Regions from separate parts of the Bombyx mori genome. Here region 1 is linked to region 2. The links are chromatin contacts, called in public Hi-C maps. All regions are on one chromosome and are shown on one strand. Each heading gives the region's core, a stretch centred on a gene start, on an enhancer-like site or on the middle of the called end of the contact. The rest is flanking DNA. Distances are from core to core; before and after follow the strand shown. Region 1 holds the start of LOC101739459 (B-cell lymphoma/leukemia 11A). Region 2 overlaps LOC101739459 (B-cell lymphoma/leukemia 11A).

Region 1 (6,496 bases), core at 828-3,327, 60 kb before region 2:
CAGCCACGATGAGAGGGTTCTCGTGTCGTGCCGCTTTATCGAAGTGGCGCATTGACGCCCACTGTAGATACTTACTGATGGACTCTAAGTCCAGGGCGTCATAGAGGTAAGATCTGGCAATAAAGTCTTTTTTTACGTTTTTACTAATGAAATAGTTATGACTTACAAAAACTATTAATGATACTTAACACATGTTCACGAATTCTTTCCACGACGTATGACTAGTGTAATAAAAATCACACCCACAATACTTATAATTTGCATAATTATTGGTGCTGTGGTATCTTTGTGAGTCCGCATGGGAACATACCGCATACCACCACCCTGCCTATTTCTGTCGTGCAGCAGTAATGCATTTCGGTTTAAAGGGTGAGGAAAAACGTTCTACTATAAAACTGAGACTTAAAACACGTAGATATCGTCATTTACTTTGTTGATGTCTATGGGCCCCGGTAACCACTTAACATCAGGTAGACCGTGAGCTTGTTCACCATTAAGCAAAAAAAAAAATTTTAGATATTTTTATTGTCCCTTAAAATATGAACTTAATTACTTGAGTTATGTTTCCACTTAGGAACTAACCCAGGGTTCTTACACAAATATTTTCAGCGCCTCCTAACGGTGAGTAGCGTCGGGAAAATCAAAATTTCGACATCACTCACTATCCCTTTCCACATACTCACGTACTCCCACACATGAACGAGACAGCCGTACATCTAACCTGTTACTCCCGGGTTTCCGCGAAGGAAAACACCCAACCCTTGAGTCGTCTCAATTTTCAGTATCCACATGTATACATATGAAAGAGATAGTATTATTTTATATCGCGCCGGACAGCTGTAGTGACCAGTTTAACTAAGTTTGGAATAAATAGCCTTTGGGGGTGTGTTTGGTCAAGCGGTACTTAAACAGTTCCGCGTTAGAAGACGAGATAAATAATGAATATTTCAAATATTTTTTCTCTCCTGACAAATTTATTTTTATTTATTACTTTCATAATATCGGAATAAATAGGAAAACAGATGACGCAGTGTCATAAAAACAGACCTTAATCAAGCGATACTCTAAAGCGTGGAATTGCATACGAAAATTTAAATTTTTGCCGCAAATAATCCAAAACAACTGAACGTCTGATAGCCCTGATAGATATTTACTTCTTCTACAACACAGTCAAACAAAACACAATCACAAACCTAAAACAATCTCGACATTCTTAAAACAAAACAAAAAAAAAAAAAAAACAATTCCAAAATCAAACGAACCGAGATTCGAAATTTTCAATAATCGAACGCCGTCAAAGTCTGGAAACAATTATGAAAAACTTCGTTTTCGTGGCTCGTTCTCGCGCCGGTTAAGTCTCGACTGACACTCATAAAACTTATTAAAGTCAAGGACCGACCGAGATAAGTTGTTCGTGGCGTCTTAAGTAAAATAACGTTGAAGAAAAAACGCCGGAAACTTTCAGTGGAAACGACAGTTTGGCTACGTGTTGCGCTTTTACTCAAATTAGACGGGTTTTTAACGTTTAATTTAGTGATTGGAGGAGGGTTATTTTTCTTTTCTGCAATTGTTAAGACGTTTCTTTTTTTTTTTTTTCGTAGGCAAACGGAATAATATCACGCGCGTATATAACAACATAATGAGATTTATAAATCGTAAATGATATTCGCTTTAGACGCTACTTATGAGAGCGTAAATAAAATATGCAATCAATGCATTTTTCCAAATGTTTTGTTGCTAGGGAAAAACATTGCTAGCTCGCGTAGCATGCGTAGCTCAGTACTACGGAGGTAGAGTCTGGTAATGTTTTAAAAAAAATAATGCTTATACAAAAAAATAAAATAATGTATTAAAAGAACCGGGTACCTAATTTCATAAAATGGACTTTATTTAATGAGATTTAGTGAAATTTATTGGTAGTAAGACTAAATGCATCGTTCTCCAATTTCCTGAATTTACTTTGGACATCCTAATAAAATTTTGGACATATTTTACTTATAAAATCATACTTTACGTATTTACCGTTTTATCGTTCAGGCTCTTAAAAGTTAAGCCTCACAATAAAAGTACCTCACAACTTCAAACGAGCACTCAAGTTTCGGAGCTTTAAATATAAGCACGCCCTGAAACTGTACACTGACCGCGCTTACCGTCCCTTCAATTAAAAATTCCATCTTCTAATCGAGTCATGAAATATGCAAGCAAATATTATCCCTTTTTCTTTTGTACGCGTTGCATCTTCGCCCCACCCGCGCACGCACACCAACGCACGGCACTTGTGATTTGTAGCCGTCTCTTTCGGGAGCATGTGTGAGCTGATCGGCGTCGGCGGCAGCCGTCTCCGTCGAACAGCCGAGACGGCGGCGACCGAGAGTAACCCCTGGCTACTTCGTATGGACTCGCACGCGGCATCGTCGGCCGGCGGAGCGAGACGGCGCTAGTCGTGGACACGCGGAGGCCGTGGAGCCCTCGCGTGAAGGGACACAGGACAGACGCTCTCGGACACCGGGCGAGAGCGGGCGGCTGGCCTCGCACCTGCCTCGCACCGCACGCGACACATATACGATCGCGATCGCTCTCGTAAACATTACGAAATATTCACGTATATTTGCATAAAAACCATTTTATTTTAATACATTAATAACGTTCGTAAATTTATTTTATTATTTCGAATATCGACTATAGAAATTTCGACGACGGACAGTGACTGAAAATTTGTTATTTCAAGTGAAGAAGTTTAAACAGATGTTAGTAAATGGAGTGTGACCAAGCGAGCCGTTTGCCGAATCGCAGGATCGCCACTAGGCGCGGATAGATTAGATAGTGCACTGAGACGCTCATTCAAGTGTTGATAAGGCCCTATTTATGACCAGTCGATTTACGCGAAACATTCAACTAACGTGTGAACTGATTTGCCGCAACATGAAAAGGAAAAAGTAACTTAAGTACTGTTTGTTTTTCCGTGCGATGAGTACTTTAAGAAAATGATTGAGCGCTCTAAAACACCGTCGGACACTCGTAGGAGGATTTGTGATAAGTCGACCTCCGTTATCAGAAACGTTTTATGAACACGATAAACCGCTGGACCGGCGGCGGCACATGTGAAGTTTAACGAACTGTCTTCTGATAGAGACATATTAAGATAAATTGTTTCTAAGGATAAAACAAGTTGTCGAAGATCTAAAAATAGGTGACCAAATCAAGATGAGAATCAAAATGCCAGCTGTACGCATCGCGCAAGGTAAGGCCCCGATAATGATTTATTTTTGTACGAAAATTGTCTTTAGCGATATCGAATAAAACACGTCAATCATTGTGTGATAGTGTTAATTTATGTTTTCGAACATTTTTAAATAATACGGACGCAAATATTAATGATGTGTTCAAACAAAAATATCGTTAAAATCTAAACCTAAAATCTAAAGCGTATGTTGTAGAAATATATTTTACTTGTTCAAGGAATCGCAATTCAAAAATAAATAACCAAAAACAAACATCTTGATGTGCATCTAACTTATTTAAACATGTTTCAATGTGAAACATGTACATAATTTCAAAAATGATTTATCTTTACTCTTTCATGATTCTTGTTTATCTAACGGTGACCTGATAAATTTCTCTGTTATGGAGGTTAGACGTGAATCAAAATTTGTAATCCACTTTTTATTTCTAGAGTAATTAATAAATTAGAAACTAAATAGAACATAATATATGTTATACATTTTACTATTTTTAATAAAAAAAACGTAAAGAAAAATCATTTTCTCGGTACAAATTTAAAAAGTATTCGAACGCCAGATTTAGAAGAAAAAAAAAAACTCGCAAACACACATACGACGTCATCCCATCTGAGAGTCTATTCATACAACGACGAGCTACTTATTACCCCGTCTTACGTCAACATTGACATTACGAGGTGGTCACCATTCGTCCGAAGGGAAAATGAATGGAGTGGCCGCTTTCATACATTCTCGGACAGTTGATGAGTATTTTTTAAGGGACAATGACGGAATAGACCGCTGACTTTTAAAAGTTGACGTTCAAAAATATTTCATTTTGTTACATAAATAGGCAGACGAAATCTACCGCTATTTAGATGCTTCAGAATTATACTATTTTATTGTTCTGTAAAAAAATTAAGCAAACTGAAATCAAGAAATGAATGGACACATTTTTCGAAATTTCAGACTCCGCAAAAAAGACAGTCCTGTGAAAAAGTGTTCGTATTTTTTTTTAATATTGCAAAAAAAGAACTTAATATAATATATTACTAACTAAAAAATAGATTTATCAGCTAATTATCAACTTAGTTTGCTGTAACCGTTGATATTGTATTTATGGATTTAGTACCTCGGTACTGCTAATTTCTGAAATAATTGTGGAAACGTTAAAGGTGTTTTAAGTTGTTAAGGTTCAGCAAAGAGTGAGAATTCAATTGATAAGAACCAAGTCAGTCACGCTAAAACAATAAAAATGAAAAAAATCGTTCACCGACGAAGTTCATAAAATGAAATCCAATATACAAATATTAATAATGTAAGAACCGCAATGACCATTTGCTTTTTTACAAACGTATGGCTACCTTTTTCTTTATTTCTTTAGACAGCCACTTTTGTTACTAAAATAATAATACAGTTTTAATTTATTCGAATAACACATTTTTCGAGGTCACGGTTGATTAAGATATTATTTATTTTAAAGCTTAATTTTCAAAAACCCGTCAATAGTTTGTATAATTATTTTTGATTCTACTGAAATCGAAGAATGAAGACTCTATATTCGATATAACGAATAACTCCATCTTGCTACCTCCGATTTATCCTATTTATCAGCGTGGATTGAAAGTCATGGCTTGCCTTAACCATAACACCTACAGTAGATCTATATTGAAATAAGACCTCGAAATCTCAAATAATTATTTTTCTTTACAATAAAATTGTGATACGTAATAACATCTAACAGATCTTTGTTCTACTATTAGATTATTTTTTTATTGCTTAGATGGGTGGAAGAGCTCACAGCCCACCTGGTGTTAAGTGGTTACTGGAGCCCATAGACATCTACAACATAAATGCGCCACTCATCTTGAGGTATAAGTTCTAAGGTCTCAGTATAGTTACAACGGCTGCCCCACCCTTCAACCCGGAACGCATTACTGCTTCACGGCAGAAATAAGCAGGGTGGTGGTCCCTACCCGTGCGGATTCACAAGAGGTCCTACCACCAGTAAATTATTACAATACAAGTATTACAATAATAATATGTCTCAATTTATATTCTATTGCACTTATGACATTATAAATAAAATGTAACGAACTTGATTATTACTAATAGCGGCTCCTATTCATGAAAATGGCCTAATTAAAACGAGCTTAAAGTCAAATTCGTAGCGAAACACTTGAGTACTTTCTTCTTCGGATATAAATCTATCAACATAATTAATTTAGAGTAGATACAGGTGTTAGCTTAAATAACTTTTAATTTTGATTAATCCATTTGAGTTTTGTGCGCACTTGTACATGCACTTTAGTGGACCGAAAAAAAGAGTTTCAATAAGTAAAAATTAGTGGAACTTTTATTGAATAATAAGTTTCTTATGCAATTGTTAGAACAAACGGACGAGGAAGAACTAATAGCTTGAAGAGGCTCGCATCGTATACGCGTAGCTATTTAATTGTACCGGATTTACAAGAAGCCTATTAAAACACAAAAAAAATCTCTGTCAATATGAATTAGTGACGAGAATAATCGGCGGCTTTGTCGCTCAGAAGCAATATCTTACCTACCCTACCTTCGGTCCAGGATGCTTATTTCTGCACTGAAGTATCAGGTGTACCTTTCTAAAGACCAAAATTCGTCGTTATGATATATGTCATTAAGATTCAAATTCATTTTTTAGTAAACATTTATGTGCGTGTTCCGGTAACCGCATAGACCCAGATGGTATATCTATCCATCGATCGATAATAGTGAAAAAATATACCCATAGACATGTACAACGTAAATGCGCCACCCACCTTAAGATATAAGTTCTAAGGTCTCAGTATAGTTACAATGGCTGTCCCACCCTTCAAACCGAAACGCATTACTGCTTCACGGCAGAAATAGGCGGGGTGGTGGTACCTACCCGCGCGGACTCACAAGTGGTCCTACCACCAGTAATTACGCAAATTATAATCGAAGCTAGACAAAACATTCATTATACCTTGAGTTTATTGCCGTTTGTTCTTAACTGTGAACCATTCCGAATCGGTGGGACGAGTTATGTCGATTTGAAAGTGCCTAAAAAGATCTACTTGAGTATTATTTTTTTTCAAGTGTCTTATGATAAATTTGTTCATATTTTTATTGTCTTATACGGACGGACCCATTCACAGCTCACTAGGTTGAGTAGTTACAGAAGCACACGCAAATAGCATCGTGAATGCCGCTGACCATTTCGAGACGAATGTAAGTCGCCTTGGTAATGGACTATCCTATCCTTCAGATGGGAACGC
Region 2 (6,536 bases), core at 1,606-4,105:
TAGAAAACTATAATGATTGAAATAAAAAAATGAAAATTATGTTGAAATTGGCACTGAAATAAAACTAAATTCTTAATATAATTTACATTGCATGCAAACGTGTACAGTTAAACAAATAATAATTGTTCGCACAGTTCGTCTAAAGTACACAGAGAAGTATAAAAATCATTTTAAATTTTTTGTTTACGACGGTACATTGAAAACGATGACCAAAACTCCAATACAATGAACAATGCTCGGACAAAAAGGTCACAATATTGATATCGTGATAAATGACACGTATATACAGCGTGATGTTATTTTATACAACGTATCCAATACTTCCTCAATAACCATTTACTGGTGGTAGGACTTCTTGTGAGTCCGCACGGGTAGTAATGCGTTTTGAAGGATGGGGCAGCCGTTGTAACTATACCGAAACCTTAGAACTTATATCTCAAGGTGGGTGGCGCATTTACGTTGTAGATGTCTATGGGCTCCAGTAACCACTTAACACCAGGTGGGCTGTGAGCTCGTCCACGCATCTAAGCAATAAATAAAAATATAACAAAAAGAACGTGTTTAAACGTTCATACTTGTATAAAATTAGCGAGTACCGAATTAATTGTCTTATTAGGCACTTTTTAGGACTCAACACTATCTGCTCATTATTATACTGGATTCTGCGCACATTGAATGCTACCAAAATTTTCAGGTATTTCTTATCCTACCTATCCTGAAAGAAAACGTGCAATAATACATATACGTATTATAATGTAGCCAAATCACTATGAGCTAAACATTTTTTTTATTGCTTATGTGGTTGGACGAGTTCACAGCCCATCTGGTGTTAAGTGGTTACCGGAGCCCATAGACATCTATAAAGTAAATACCGCCACCCACCTTGAGATATGAGTTCTAAGGTCTCTGTTTAGACAACGGCTGTCCCGCTCTTCAAACTGAAACGCGTTACTGTTTCACGGCAGAAATAGGCAGGGTGGTGGTACCTACCCGTGCTGACTCACAACACGTCCTACCACTAGTAATCAGCTTAAAGGCAATATTTTTCTTTTTGTTAATTAAACATTTAGCGAAATTTAATATTAATATCCTCGAAGTGTTAAAAGTATTTAATGTGTCGTCATAAGTTCCTTAAATGTCAATAATAATTTGGGAGCTTTAAAGTTTGTAATGAGCATCAACCTGTATGTTCCTTCTTTCCGGTCGGTCACAATCTGACCGTTACATTTCAATAATCGTCTTAACAGTCGAGATCGCTTATCGGACCGCGCCCACCTTAGTGACGGGACTGTCGAATAATAATCGATAAAGATTCACTAGTGGGCGTCTAATCGATATTAATCATGTTGGATTAGAACCACGCACATGTGCCTTAAAAAGATCTTGCCAATGTTACGGGTGTTATTATGTGATTGACATTCGTGGCCTAAGATAATTAACACTGATTAATAGTAGCGTCTTATAGTATTATAAATGTGCATTGAATGAAACGATTTCGGTTTCAGATTGAATAGTTCACAATCTCACCGTTCGATTATGTTAATTTTCGTTCACATCACTAAAAGAGTTGAGACACGACCGTATGGTTAATAAAATGCGTCTCGGGTTCACAATGAGCCATCAAATTACTGTTGAAGTGGGCGCGGCTTGACCACGTGACCTTATCACGAAACCGTTCAGGATACATTCATCACTTATGAAATCCCACCACATATGAGAATTCATGAAACGCATTACGCACACATTACATCCTTCGCTAACTATTATCTAACAGCTTCGCGGAATCCGTTAGATAAATATTCTTTTTTTTTTTTTCTCTCTCTGAATCCGGATAGCGTTACGTAGATTTCAATATCAACAGTCTCAAACCGCGCGTGCGTACGTGATTCCGGCCCGCGTATATTTCATAAGATTTTAGAGGTGCATGAATCAAGCGAGACACGGAACGGCGATCACTCACCGCCGCCGCACCGAACCCTCGGACCTTCGCCTGATTAGCATTCGATCCTCGCGCGCTCCCTAGGCCCAGCACTACGATATGTGAGAGCTATTACTAGACACTTTGCCAGTGTTAATATTGCTGTAAATCTTCCATCGGAAAGCGTTCTCATCAATTTGGCTTTTACATGTTTTAACAGAGCTTTCTCTTTGTCCACAGAGCCGAGTAACTACGTTTGTTCAACTTGCAAGGCTCGCGTGCACTCTGCGTGGAGATTACTTCAACACGTCCAACACGTGCACGGCGTTAAAATTTACGTGGAAACATTGCCCCAACCGCATCTCAACAAACAGAACCATTCATCATCAAGCACGTCTTCCTCAAGTTCTGGTTGTTCTTCTACGGGTGCACCTCTTCCTCCGCCCACATTGCGCCATCATCCTCTACTGCCACCTCCAGACATGCATTCCCCTTTTGGAGTTGGTGGTCTTTTGCGAATGCCGCTACCTGGTAGTCTACCTCCATTAGCCCACCCATCTGTTCCTCCAGCTCCATTATTTGCTCGGCCGAATCACCATGACCATCGCTTTAGAATGGAACAACTCGTTTCGGAACAATTTCGTCACCACGGACTGAACCTTGCAGCCGCAGCGGCCGCTGTAGCTGCTAACTCCCTTCCACCACATCAGGCGTTTCCGTCACCGGCGGATCGACCACCTGTAATACCAACAACAGTATCAGCTCGAGACAGACCACCACCAGTATCTCAACCACTTTCACTTGAACCCCAGCTGGATTTTTACTCGCAGCGCTTGCGGCAACTGGCCGGTACGACCAGTCCAGGGGCGGCCACAGGCAATTCGAGCTCTCCTAGCCCCAGGAAGCATTCGCCTCCGTTCGCTTCCCCGTCGCCCTCCCGAGTCGGTCAGACTCCACCGGTGGGCGCCGGACCCGGAACGGTGGATACCCCTCGTGAAGCGATCAAACCACATAGCTCGACTTCACCAGAACGCCGAATAGAGCCAATGGCAGCCGATGCTCCCCCTCCCGAGCGCTCCACGTCTACTCCGCCAGTGAAACGCAACAACGATGAGGCTATACATTCCTGTGAGTTTTGTGGCAAGAAATTTAGATTCGAAAACAATTTAATTGTACATCGACGCTCTCATACTGGGGAAAAACCCTTCAAATGCAGCGAATGTGATGAAACTTTTGAAAAAGCATCTAAATTAAAGAAACACATGAAAGTACATCGATTACCAGATGTAAATGGTGAAGATGGAGAATCTGGTGGCGACACTGGAGAAGATGATTCTGATGATGACATGGAAGATGAGGAGCTCGAAGGTGAAGACGAAGAAGAAAATGAAGATGGAGAAGATGTAGAGGAAGCAGAAGATCTAACTGTTTCCAATAGTAGTGCTCCTACTGCACCTTCGAGGAAGCAGACTCCAGCGATACCCGCACATCCCCCAACGGCTTCTGTTGTTGGAGAATTAATGGATAAATTTGGACTATCAAATATTGCTCAATATAGCGAAGCTTTCAAACAAGCACTCCAAGAATCTGGAAACTCACTGAAATGGCAGCTTGCGAAAGATCGGGATAATAATAATGGCCCTCCTAGTGACAAACCAAATGGTATGCCACCGACAGCAGCTTTACGGTTAAAAGAAGAATTTGCCAAAATGCCGCCACAGCCCCATCCTCTTTTTAACCCTTTTGAAAATCCTTTCGAAGCTTCTAAGCGAATGAAACTGGATATGGAGAGAAGTGAAGGATGGTGGCTTCCCACATTGCATGCCCAGAGACCTCCTGAAAATATATTTGAAGGCCTTAAAAACAGCGGTAACGGCCTTCTCCAGAACCCTTTATTAAAATCTAAAGACGGACGGCGGAATGATACCTGCGAATTTTGTGGCAAAGTATTCAAGAATTGCTCCAATTTGACGGTTCATCGTAGATCTCACACCGGCGAAAAACCTTACAAATGTGAGCTATGTTCCTATGCGTGCGCTCAGAGCTCAAAGCTCACTAGGCACATGAAAACTCACGGCCGACTCGGCAAAGACGTGTATCGATGCAGATTTTGCGAGATGCCTTTCTCTGTGCCCTCGACTTTAGAGAAGCATATGCGCAAGTGCGTTGTGAACCAAAGCAACGGCGCTCCTTTGGCCTTGTCGGATGATTCTAACGCATGTAGAGACGAGGCCTCGTGACTCTACCCGTGGGGTGGGCTACGCCTGCCGCCGCCTGCGCCTCCCAGCCAGATCTTCTAAGATCATAAACAAACCTCACCATTCGTCGCTTCCTATTTTAATTTATTAGCTGTTTGGCACGAGCGGTCTCAGGTCCTAACATTCTGTGTCTAGTCTTAAGAGTTGAATTATAAGGACATTAAAATTGCAATACGAGCCCAAAATTTCGTATCGAAAGGCATTATTTAGTTATCGTACCTATCCCACGAACGGAGCAAGTGTTGAAATTACCCGTTAAATCATTGTTAATGTTGATTTTAGGTGGATCATTGTTTATTTTTCGGAGGCTGTAAGGTACTTCGGACGTTTTTTTTTTTTATGTTACGTGCATTCATTCGATCTTGTTTTGACATGTTTTATTTATAGACAAAAGAAAATGTGGAAACCAATGCCAAAGTTAGCTATGTTGATTTATGTCGATCTAATTGTTTAGTTGTATAGTGTCAATTAAATTAATAAAATTTTCCAGTATTCATAGGATCTTCATAGTTCGATGTAGTACGTGTTTCTCGGTTAAGTTGTTTCGTAATTTTTAGGGATTTTATCGTGTATAATAAAAAAATAAGAAAAATGTTTCCTATCTTAGACGAATATTTGTGTAAATATATGATTTTAAGTGAATGTGTAAATGGAGTACCTACCTAATGATGTTCATGAACATGATTCTCATACATAAACCGAAAACGAATGAATACGGTAAGTTTCCTGAAATCGATATCTACGCGATGTAAAAAGCAAAATTGGAATCGATTTAAAGGTTAGGTTATTCGTAATGTCTGTGTTTAAATTAGTAATAAAAAACATATTTAAGAACCAGTGAGTGAATCGTATGACGTCGTTTCGCGTTTATTTTTATTGTACCCTAGTTTTTTTTTCTTTCTTAAGACTGACGTGAAATAATTCCAGTTTTGTTTTTCGATTGACTTTCCCCTGCGGTCTGCGTGGAATGAGACTTCGGAAGCACCATTTAGTCCAATCGTGAACCTATCAGTATACGTACTTAATGTAAAATAAATAAAAAAAGATAGAATTTATATTAGATAATTGTGTAAGTAAATTATGCGAATGTTTTGTCGTCCATTGTCGGTTCGTTGTAATTAAGGACTTCTTCGGACGATATAAAAAATAAAAGACATAATATAATTCTCTGGTATGTCGTTTGAATTAGTCCTTGATTCTATTTAGCTTAAATGTCTACAGTGAATATTTTTGGCAAGCAGATGGTTCAGGACACAGAACTGAAGACGAAACTGTTTGTTAAAAATATGAAGAAAAAAAAGAAATAAATCTGTATAATTATTATTTTCAAATAAACTACACATCTAACCACTGACTTAGGTCAGAGAATCGTGACGCAAGTAATAAAATTATGAATAATTTTTTTCGCAATATGCATGTTTGCAATATTAATATATTCATTTGTTTTTTTCATTTAAAGTATTGTAATAATAATTAGCGACAAACGGACGATAAATTGGACAAAACATTTGAAGTAAAAAAAAAAATAAGACAAATTTTATTGTGTAACTATGTGAAAGATGGAACTGTTTTTATTATTTTTCATTTTTATTATTTTTATTTCAATAAATATCCGTGATTTGTTAATCGATTGAATTGTTTTATTTCACCTATAGATAGTTGCCATAATGAGTGTTATATTCCATAGGAAACAATGACACCGGCTAGATTTATGATAATAATATGCAGTTTTAAAGTTGAAGTCTAAAAATTTATTTGCACATTACTGAAAGCAGAGTTTTTGTAGCCACCCATGAGCCCATGGACAAATTGAATATCGGCGCCCACCTTGAGACTTGTGGTCTATATCTACATTATAATAAACGCAAATTGAAATTATTGAGGTTCAATTTTTATTACACGAATTTTTTATTATGTAAACCCAAATTAATTATTTAAAGAACGATAAGAAAAGAATAACATTATTTACATACAAGTTTATTTAAAAAAAAATCGAGCTTAGTTACGTTTTTCTCTCATTGCATTTCTACTTCAATTTAGATCCTCCTCCTCGCGTCGTTTCCTCACTGCTGAGGGTCGTGACCATTATATGTCGACAGGATTTTGCTCCTTGTAATGTCCCGCCAGCGCCTCCGATCATTGGCCGCATGAGGGGCGTCGTGGAATGGGATCTCTAGTGTGGTGCGGATTTGGTCGAACCACCTTGTCAATTTAGTATAAACCATTAAATGATTATATAAGCTGATCTTTTTTTTTTTTATTGCTTTCGATAGGCAGACGAGCTTACGGCTCATCTGATGGGAAATGATAACCGTCGCCCATAGACATCCAAACTACATCAGTGACTCAGATGCGCTGCC

What was found. Hi-C and Micro-C count contacts between places; a contact is called where the count stands out from the background.
Region 1: a contact with region 2 is called in a Hi-C map of posterior silk gland, with 2.3 times the contacts expected there. The contact joins the promoter of LOC101739459 here to the enhancer-like site in region 2. A contact is called at or near these places in 2 of 7 Hi-C or Micro-C datasets (middle silk gland and posterior silk gland).

What each region holds. Positions count from the first base shown.
Region 1 is chr18:5,041,302-5,047,797 of ASM3026992v2, reverse strand. It overlaps LOC101739459 (B-cell lymphoma/leukemia 11A), which reads left to right and starts at 2,077. Exons shown (of 5, transcript XM_004928144.5): 1 at 2,077-3,241. The coding sequence starts at 3,205.
Region 2 is chr18:4,982,455-4,988,990 of ASM3026992v2, reverse strand. It overlaps LOC101739459 (B-cell lymphoma/leukemia 11A), which reads left to right. Exons shown (of 5, transcript XM_004928144.5): 5 at 2,159-5,806. The coding sequence ends at 4,158. Among protein-coding and RNA genes, the nearest start is that of LOC101739459, 60 kb to the left of the region's middle. Within about 2 kb of position 2,855, at least 2 of the 8 cell types and tissues checked have open chromatin away from gene starts, as enhancers often do.